2 separate regions of the Zea mays genome follow, and region 2 is linked to region 1. Evidence: chromatin contacts called from public Hi-C data. All regions are on one chromosome and are shown on one strand. The core of a region is the stretch at or near the end of the contact, and the rest is flanking DNA. Distances in the headings are between cores, read along the strand shown.

The links. Hi-C and Micro-C count contacts between places; a contact is called where the count stands out from the background.
Region 2: a Hi-C map of leaf shows a contact between it and region 1, with 9 times the contacts expected there. The contact joins the promoter of LOC103643837 here to the promoter of LOC101202720 in region 1. A contact is called at or near these places in 2 of 25 Hi-C or Micro-C datasets (ear and leaf) and 1 of 3 datasets of contacts at active chromatin or transcription factors (leaf).

What each region holds. Positions count from the first base shown.
Region 1 is chr1:269,272,399-269,277,648 of Zm-B73-REFERENCE-NAM-5.0, reverse strand. It overlaps LOC101202720, which reads left to right and starts at 2,102. Exons shown (of 2, transcript NM_001327742.1): 1 at 2,102-2,657. The coding sequence starts at 2,151.
Region 2 is chr1:269,466,840-269,472,089 of Zm-B73-REFERENCE-NAM-5.0, reverse strand. LOC103643837 (histone H3.v1) reads right to left here and starts at 1,968. Exons shown (of 4, transcript XM_008667001.3): 1 at 1,122-1,968; 2 at 324-425. The coding sequence starts at 1,622.

The DNA.
Region 1 (5,250 bases), core at 853-3,352:
ACCACACGAACCGGGTGCCAAAACCTCTCCGGCTGCCACGATGGCATGTACTTAGGGCGCTAGCTCTCCTCCGCTAGACACATTAGCACTCTGCTACACCCCCCATTGTACACCTGGATCCTCTCCTTACGCCTATAAAAGGGAGGACCAGGGCCCTCTTATAGAAGGTGGGTCGCGCGGGGAAGAGGACGGGACAGGTGCTCGCGTGAGGCCGCTCGCTCCCTCCCGCGTGGACGCTTGTAACCCCCTACTGCAAGCGCACCCGACCTGGGCGCGGGACAAACACGAAGGCCGCGGGATTTCCACCTCTCACGCCCGTCTCCTCCTCCCTTCGCGCTCCGTCTCGCGCCGACCCATCTGGGCTGGGGCACGCGGCGACATTTCACTCGTCGGTCCAGGAACCCCCCGGTCTCGAAACGCCGACAATATGATATCTACAAATGCAAATTAAGCATCATATTAAAGTATTTTTTGAGTACGAATTCAAATATATAACATGCATATAATAAAAATATACGTTTTTTTGCTAAATTGTTGGTTAAAGTTTTAAAATGTTGACTTTTCTAAAAATATGTGCGACTTATTATTTTCTAGGATTTTCTAGGATAGAGAAAGTAGTTAGTAGCTAAAATTAGTTGGAAGATTTAGAATGAGTCAGCTAATAGACCAACTAATATTTAATTATATCTCTTCAATAGCTAATATAGCTGCTCTAAGAGCAGTCCCAACCCTCCGTTGTGCCTAAGTAGAGTCTATGCTGTCACATCATCAAGACATAAGTTGTAGAAACTACATCTTCCAACTCAAACGGCGAAACTCACACATGCCGAGGGGTCGCAAGCTACGTGCATGGTATCCGAGGCTTTACTATAGTTCCATAAAACATATGGTAGAAGTGGTGTTGGGGCGGTGTCCTAGCTCATTGGAGATTGAGCCGACATGGTTTCCTGCATGAGACTCAGTGTCTTCATTTTTTTTCCTTTCTTTCATTAACGCTCTTGCCATATCATCATTTTGCCTATGTGGCAGTCTATTTAATGTTATGGAAACCAGTTGACGTGGAGGGTTGGGACTGCTCTAACACAACAACCAGTTAATACCTTATTAGTAGACTAACAATTAGAACATACCCTTAGAGTCATATCACCGGTTCGTACGGATAACAATAGCTAGTCCTATAAAATTTATGCGGTCCAAACAATGTACTAGAGGACAGGATTAGCGATCAAGACCAACTGCTCCTGCTACCTGGTCGCTGTCGCCTGAATACTTCTATCTCGGATTTATCCGTGAAGAATCCTGAACTGATTGATGGCTGAAATTAATTGAATCGGCCGGTGAAGAACAGATCAGGACCCTCCAGCTGAAACGATAACGACGTAGCGTAATGGCCCGCTGCTTCTAGATGGCGACCTCGTGCCAAACATCATCATAAGCTGGCCGACGTCGATCACTTTGCACGGACTCGCTTTCTTTTGCTGTGTTTGGTTTGTAGAGTCACTTTATACTTTATAAGGTGATGTATCATAAGTTTATTTCATTTATTTTAGTAGAATCAACTCACTCCTCATATATATGCTAATTATTAGCTTATAAGGAATGGGGTGGCGATGGATCAACCTATTCTATTACACAAACCAAATAAAAAAGTGAAGAGTAAGAAGAAGATGGATCACTTCATTCCTCAAACCAAACACACTCTTTATTTCTTTCATTCACAGGGAGCCTCAAATCAAGTGTTAATCCACAGCGGATTTAGAGACACCAAGGGGACTTCTTGTGTTTCTTTATCAACTCCTAATGCAAATGCCAACATACACACAAACACACACAAATCGAATGAAAAGAATGGTAGTGCAAGTGTACAATCTTAAGTCTTTGCTTGATTAGTCATGATGTGATGTGTGAACATATTCTGACTTCTGAGAAATCTCCATCGCCGTATCTAATCATAGCTACGTAAGTACTTTGTTTGATACGTATTAAAAAAAATGTACTCGTTCAAAATCCAGATAGCTATATAGTCAAGAACCAGTTTAAGAAGGCACTATATAATAGTCAGTCTGCCACATCCCAAAACGCAACACACAAGCTAAAATAAAGCAAGCACCAGAACTCTTTTTTCCCCAAACTCGCAAGTCGCAACGGCCATGTCTCCGCTGCCCCGCCGCCTCGTGGTCCTCGTCCTCCTCGCCGCCGCCGTCGCGGCCACGGCGTCCGCCGCGTCCCTCAGCGGCGCGGCGAACGACCTGCTGCCCAAGTACGGCCTCCCGAAGGGGCTCATCCCGGACTCCGTCACCTCCTACAGCTTCGACGAGGCCACGGGCGCCTTCGAGATCCACCTCGCCAGCACCTGCTACGTCCACTTCGGCTCCCACCTCGTCTACTACGAGAGGACCATAACCGGCAAGCTCTCCAGGGGCGCCATCTCGGACCTCTCCGGCGTCCAGGCCAAGAAGCTCTTCCTCTGGGTCTACGTCACGGGGATGGTCGCGCACCCCGACCAGGGCACCATCGAGTTCCAGGCCGGCTTCGTCTCGGAGTCGCTATCAGCCTCCATGTTTGACGAGGTGCGCACCTGCGGTTCCAGCGCTGGCGCGCAGCTGCGCGGCGCGGCTGGGGTCATCGGAGAGCTTGGGCTGCTCCCCGTTGCGCAGGTATTTTTTACGTCTTTACTCTTATATAAGTTGCCTAGTGTCGAACCAGTTGGGCGGTGGATCCGTGGATGGGAATTTAGTCCCGCTTTTGTTTACTTGATTGATGATGAAATCGTAAGGTAGAAATATTGGCTCAATTTTGATCTCTGCCGCTCAGGTTCTTTCATGTTCAGTAGTTCTCTTCTGCGGCTCTGATACATATAGATTTGCCTTAGGACTTTGATCTGTAAGTTTTTGGTGCTTGGATTTCACACTGAGACTTATAGATCCGATTTGACCTTCACAACGAGCACTTGAAATTGGAGGTCTGGTTTTACCTTTATCTATAGTCGTTGACTTGCTGTGACAGATGGATCTTAGTGTAAAACATGCTCACGAGTTCAATAATGCATACAGTTTTTATGTGGCGATGTTTTTTTTTTGGGTCCAGAGGGCCTGGCTCAGAGTTTAAATGGGACAGAACTTATCATTTGTTGTTTAAGGAATGCTGTGAAGATCTCTCCTGCATATCTGAAGGGGGAGGAGGGGGGAGATGTTGTGAAGATAGATTCTAGGTATATTTGGGTATACAAGCGTGTTGACATTGTACTAGCATCATTTGGCAAACAAAACAGCTTGCTGTCTTAGTTTGCATGAGTCACAGCGTTTAATAACAGAAAAAATCATCCTTGCTTGTGTTCATTTTAACAATCAATTAAATTACCCTAGGCAACTACAACCGAGTTCCAAAGCTTTTAGTCTTTGGGATTCTTGGAATCAATCACACCGTTAACAAGGATGATACATACAGTAGCTCTAATGCAGTAATGCTTCAACTACAGTTGGTTTCTAAGAATCTAATATGGAGTTCTTAACTTAAGGGATCATGGGATGCCCATTTCAAGTTTAAAAAAAATTCAGAATGGTTGAAGGTGTTCTTTTCTAACGAGTTTTGCTTAAATATTTGTTGAACTAATTTGATTATCAATGCATTTGACTGCATATTTGGCTATAATAAAGCTATTGGGAAGCTATTACGGTCCATGGATCAAACATTTCATTATTCTTATTATTTGTTGGCATTGCCTTCTGCATTAGCGATTCAGCATCTGTCTCTCTTGGTCTCATTTCCTTACATGAAAGGAGGCAAGTACCAACCTTATAAATTTATAAAGGAGGGTCTCTCAGGAACTAAAACCCATTTTCAGTGTTTGCAACTCAACTGTTAAGTGCAGACGTTGGAAGCATTGCAACTTAACTTGGCGCTGATATGTTGGATGGCATTAATATTGTTCATGGGTGCTGCACACTTGGATCAACAGGAGTCAACCATTTGTTGTCCTTATTAACTGTACTGCCAAATAGCACATGTCATGCATTCGTGGCGTGACTTCCCATATAGGAGTTTCAAATTTTACTTTAAATCGCAATCTTCTCACCTAGAGCTACTTGGCAGTGACTATTTTGGAGATAAGATATGTTAAACTATGGGCCATAAGCTTAACATCCACTGCCAGGTTACGATGGTTGAACTTCTCTTGTCATGTTCCAAGTTAGCTAGTACTCCCTCCGTTCTTTTTCATTTGTCACAGTCGCGGTTTAGTTCAAAAATGAACTAGCGGGTGACAAATATTCAAAAACGGAGGTAGTAGTAGAGAAAGAGTAGATACTTTCTGTTGCTGCTGAAACCAAAGGAGAGGGAGGGACCTATTGGCTAGCAGTTTGGCTTGGCTCTTGCAGGACATTATGCACTGAGAAGTGAGAATATGTAGTTTCAATTGTGCTTGGGAGTCTAATGTAACAGTTAGATAGTAGCGGAGAAAGAGTGGTTCCTTCTATTGGTGCTAAAACCAAAGGAGGGGAGGGACCGAAAATATAGGCCATAGTGGCTATCTTGGCTCTTGCAGGGCATTAGGTACCGAAAATATGTAGTTTCACTTGGGCTTTAGCATCTAACTTAACAATATTGAATGATTTGGTACTTTGGTGTCTTTTTTAGTTATAGAATTTTAGATATTTTCTTATGTTTCAGGGGAAACAATGTTATATCTGAGTGACTAGGTCTGTCCCATTCTGTTAATTTTACATTAGACAAGATAGCTTTGAATGATCATACTTGTGCATTATTCTATAGTACTAGATGAAGAAACACTCCTTTGAGTTGCAAACTGTTGAAAATGGCTGGCTCTGTAAATGTGACCTTGATAGTTTTCTTTTGCCATTTTCATTGTTAGATTTGTTGTGCCCATTATTGTATCTTTCATTGATGGCAGCAGTGTATTATGTTCTAGAGTTTTCTTCGTTTGTTGTCTGCAAACAAGGGTACAGAGCTTTTAGTTTGGAAATCCAATTCATCTGGACTGAAATCGATTTTGAGAGAAAGAACACCTTCACTATCCTGTGCACTGTGCTTTGCTGAAGCTGACAGTCAGTAGCACATAGCATTTTAAAGATTTTGTGTAATACTTAAGGATGGCAACGGGTAAAATATCTGCGGATAGTGTCTCTGGATATCCATATCCACGACTTATATCCGATATCCGAACCCGTACCCGTTACCCGCTATGGATAACAAACAGTATCCACATCCGTTACCCGCGGGTAACGGATATCC
Region 2 (5,250 bases), core at 719-3,218, 190 kb before region 1:
GGACTTACCTTTGCAAGTTTCATTCCCAATGGGTATATAATATATGCAACTCATCCTAGTTCGCAGCAATTTTTTTCCTACCACTAATCGCGAAGTTCCAGAACAACACAGGTTAAGCTATGCTTCATTTAGGGTCAACTGTGAAAGGTTACTATTGTTTCATTCAATCCATTCAGACCAATATGTTACCAGATTGGGGTGCCATCTGACATTCTGACATAGCCCAGTACTTGTTCAGCTGACGAATATGCAGCAAATGCTCATTTGTTTTAAACTATAACCACAGAAATCAAAGAAATATAAATAATGGAAGAAATAGATACCTGCTTCAGCATCTGCACAAGGCCATGCTTCTTTTTATTTAGGGCGTCCAGCTTTTCATTAAGTTTTCTGTTCTTGTCATCAATTCCATCAGGATAACTCGCCTGGCATAAATGTAAAACAATGGTTATTTTCTATAAAGCCACATAGATAGATAGTGCTTTGCAACATAACAAAAATAAAACACAAAAGTAAAATGTTTAGACACCTATTCAGATGCAAGCAATACGCAAGCTTACTTGGTTGTGCTCAAGTACTTGTGCTTTCAAAAGAGCACCAGAGAAAATCTCCAAGTAAATAATACAACAGTCTCAATCCAAATAATTTTACGTTCAGCAGCAATCGAGCATTCCAAGTTCCTAACAGAAGAACGTAATACTGTTTTGGTCAACTATAAACTACAATGTTTAGTGCTGACTAATCTATCTCAGAAGATTCATTCTTCACTGCAAGAAGGAAATAGCTTCCAATTTTATTTTTTTTTTTGCCAGACTGAACAAGTACGCAGATGCCTAATCTAGAATCTACTTCCAGAACTCATTATTGTCAATTCCTTCATGGAAACTTAACTCTTAATTGCATCCATCAATATCCTCCTACAGTCCTACGCACTGCAATACTTAATTTCTTTCATGACTAACTTGCAACATACAGTCTCAGTATCTACAGCGTTCCCTAAATTTCCGATTGCTATTAGCAATTCTAAGTGTCACGGTCTCATAGCAATTACACACAGATACCCATGGACAAACAATGAACTGAAAGCCAAAGTGGTAAAGAAGAATTCGGACGGCCCTCACCTCCTCCTCCGGCTTTGGGTCAACACCTTCACTTTCACCCTGACCTTCTTCCGCATCGCCATCAACGACTACCTCCCCCGCATCTTCCATGTCCGCGTCCTCCACCGCCCCCTCCTCTTCTTCCTCCTGCTGTTCCGGATCCTCCGCCTCCGCCTCCACGTTCCCCTGCTCCTCCTGATGTTGCTGGTCCTGGTCCTGGTCGTGCTGCAACTGCTCCTGCTCCTCTTCTCCCCCGTCGCCCGCTCCTCCCTCCTCGTCCGGTGCCTCCCGCTCGGGGTCCGCGGCGCCACGGCCGCCATCCATGCCCGAGGAGGACGGGGAGGCCTGCCCCAGCGGCGTCCCGGCGAGGCGCGCGACAGCACGGAAGCGGTTGCGCAGGAGGCGGCGGAACCGCTTCACGTCGAGGGTCGGCCGGGGCGCCTCCCATCGGCGCGGGGCAGAGGCGCCGCTGTCGGGGCCGCCAATGTGGAGGTTGCCGCGGTACATCGAGATCGCCACCATCCTCCAGTCCAGGGTCCCTGCCCGCTCCGACCGCCGCGGCGACGTAGGGTTTGGTGGGTTCTGCTCCGATGCGGTGGGCGTGTGTGGCGTGTGGGTAGAGATGGCAATGGGTACCCGAAACCCGAAACCCGATGGGTTTTTACCCCATTAGGGTACGGGTTTGGGCCAATTTTCATACCCGTGGGTTTGTTAATGGGCATAAATCTGTACCCAGCGGGTTTATGGGTACGGGTTTGTTCCTATAGTACCCAAACCCGTGAACCCGTGGGTTTTTTAAACCCGACCAAACCTAGTGCATATTGTCATTTTATTTTATAAACGAACAAGAAACTTGTTATTCCTTATTTGCTTCATAATTTTTAACAATTGGTGAATGTATCAGTAATCGGTGAGAGTGTTGCTTGCTTGCTATTATAGTTTTTACTAGCGTTATATATGTGGTGGATGGATAACTTAGTGCAAGGTCACTTAATTATACAACTTATTATTTGTATTTCATTCTCTCTACTAATAATTTTTATACCAAATCATGAACTCGTTGTTTATTACATAGATTTTGGATCATGATATCATTAATCATTATGATACTTATTGATTATGAGAAGATAATTATATTGGAGATGAAACCCGTGGGTAACCCATGGGTACCCGTTAACCCGATGGGTACGGGTTTGGGCAAAATCTCAAACCCGTCACGGGTACGGGTTTTTTAATGGGCATAGATATTTTTCACGGGTACGGGTTTGGGACGGCAAAACCCAGCGGGTTTGTACCCGTTGCCATCTCTACGTGTGGGTAGGGGTTAGTTGCGGTCACGGCTCTGGACTGGATGCCTGGGGATTCCGTTCGGTTCATCGGGTGCGGTGGACTTTTTCGCGTTTCTGCGGCCGATTTTTTTTTTTTTTTTTGCATTTTGGCCCTTAAAAAATCATGTTTAATGTTATTTTTGGATCATTTGCTCGTCGTCATATCCTATGGCATCGAGGTAACACAGCGCCGCCATCAACGTGGCACTGAGCTCGACGCCAAAATTTATAACGTCGAACTCGGTTGTGTAACCATAAAGCCTATCTAGCCTAATCGGTACAACGGAAGGCTCTTAACCTTGTGGTATTGTGGTTGTGGGCTCGAGCCCCACAGTGGACATTCAATACCTTTTGTCTTTGTCACTGATTTGTTTTTTTTAGATTTTTCGGTTATGTCGCTGATTTGTCCGTCCAGATTTATTTCTCATCCAGTTTTTTTGTTTTTCTTATAAATCAGTCACAAAAACAAAAAATATCTGGATAAATAAACAAATCAGTCACAAAGACGGCCAACGCCGGTGTTCCAAACGTTGTTCCAAATGTTAACCACATCTAATGCCAAAACACTTGCCGAAATGGAGCATTTTGTAAGCATGCACGCTAGCTAGCTTTCCTGCTTTGCTTGCAGAGAAGTCCAGAGATCCTTCTGGGAGATGCTGCATGCAGCGGTTCATTATTCTGGTCTAATATATGTTGACTTGACTATTTCACCGCACGTCTGCATCCTATATGTGGCGCCGTTAGCGTTTTTTTTATTGTGATGATGATCAGTTGGGTTTATTTAGCGGCTTCCTGTTCTTGAACCTTCGCGTTAACCAATGTCATTTCTTTCGTCGTACTCGTACTTTCCGATGCATGATGTTGTTTGTCAAACAAAAGGAATTGGCCGGACTCGACAGGCAATCAGTCAAGAACACATCATATAGCCACCCGTATGGCTAAGTACGTGCTGAAACGTTCATGACAGTATTGTAGTGGGTTTTTGTGTGTTTCCTCAATCGACAAATGTAGTGCTAGCAAAGAATTTTGGATGAGAAATAAATCTGGACGGATAAATCAATGACAAACGAAAAATCTAGACAAAAAAAATCAGTGACAAAGACAAAAAAAAATATTAAACGTCCACCGTGGGGCTCGAACCCACAACCGGTTAAAAGCCTTGTGCTCTACCAACTAAGCTAGACGGGCTTTGTGCCTACAAAAAACCCAGCTTGGCGCCATAGATTTTGGCGCCGAGCTCGGTGCCACGTCGGCGCCATAGCACCTGTGTTACCTCGGCACCATAGGCTATGAGGTCGAGCAAAGGGTCCAAAAATGACGTTAAATTTTTCTAGAGTCTAAACATGATTTATTTTCCGATAAAGGGCTAAAATGGAAAAAGATCGGTTTCTGGGGCGGGTTGCCGTGCCCATCATTGGGGGTTATGATGATATGATGCTCTTCACGTTGCGCGCGGGCAGATTGTTGGGGGCCTACAACTACAAGGCGTGGGAGCCCATGGGCTGGTGGTAGTGTTATGCAGTAGGTGACCCATGGGCCTAAATCAGAAGAGAAGGCTTTTTCAAGTTTCCATGCTGCCAATAAAAATCTACCTTTTGTTTCTAAAAAAATTAAGAAGAAATCAAAATTAGTGCAAGTGTGTATCCCTTACCAAAAAACTGCTTTACTTCTTTTCATTCATACCTGGGGCATTTGATAATCTGCCACCCTCGCCGAATCACGCGAACCGGAGCGAGCACTTTCCACGCATGAGAATATCCAACCACCAACCAAAAGCATCGCTGGTGCCAACCAAAAGCAGAGCGACAAATCCTGTGCGGATTTTTCGACGTAGGAGAGGAAGACCGACAAGCTGGGTTCGATCGGTCGTTGCCAAAGATTGAGGTCTGACAGGGTGACTGGCGTCGAGCTCGAGCGGCGGATGGTCGACACACGAGGGCCGTCGTCGTCTTCCTCCGAGCAGAGCCGAGAGACGAACCATCCATGTCCAAAGTCCAACCGCACTCGCGCCTGGCCGAAGCCAAACAAACGCTGAGAGGCATAAAGCTATCCCCGCCTCCCTGGGGGGCCTTCACGTTTGGACCACGCGTGGAGGAAGAGGGATCGGGACGCCACGCAAAGCCGTGCCGGCGAGGCGCCCGTTCGGTTCGTCGGTCCCGTGCCGAAGCATGGCCTGCGCGGGACGCTGGCACCCCCGCCGCGAACACGAGGTAGTAGTACTGAGCTGGCGGCCGTCCCGTGTCCCGATCGGATCCCCGCAGGCGCCAAACACCAGACACCAACTGGCAGAGGCCAGAGGCCAGAGCCCCAGAGCGAAGCTGCTGCGTGCGGCTACGACGAAACAGTGGCCAAAGCGAAAACGGTGACGTCTCGCGGTCGCGGGCGGGTCCGACTCCAGGCAGAACTGTTCCGCACGGGAGCACGAGCACTTTGGGTGGTTTGGCTTTGTGCCTGTTTATTTCGGATTCTGACAGCTTCTATCCATCAAAAGCTGCTGCGGACTGCCAAACGCTCAGCTTTTCAGCCAGCTTCTATAAAATTCATTGGGACAAAAATCATCCAAAATTAACATAAACACATAATCGGTTGAGTCGTTGTAATAGTAGGAATCTGTCACTTTCTAGATCCTGAGCCCTATGAACAATTTTATCTTCCTCCACACATAATCGTAATGATACTCAGATTCTTTCTACAGCCAGATTCTTCCCACAGCCAGATTTTCAGAAAAGCTGATCAGAAAAACCCTGAACCAAACAGGCCCTTTGTCCAGTCCAGACGAGGACGACATGCCAAAGTTCGAAAGCTCATCAACTTTTTACTGC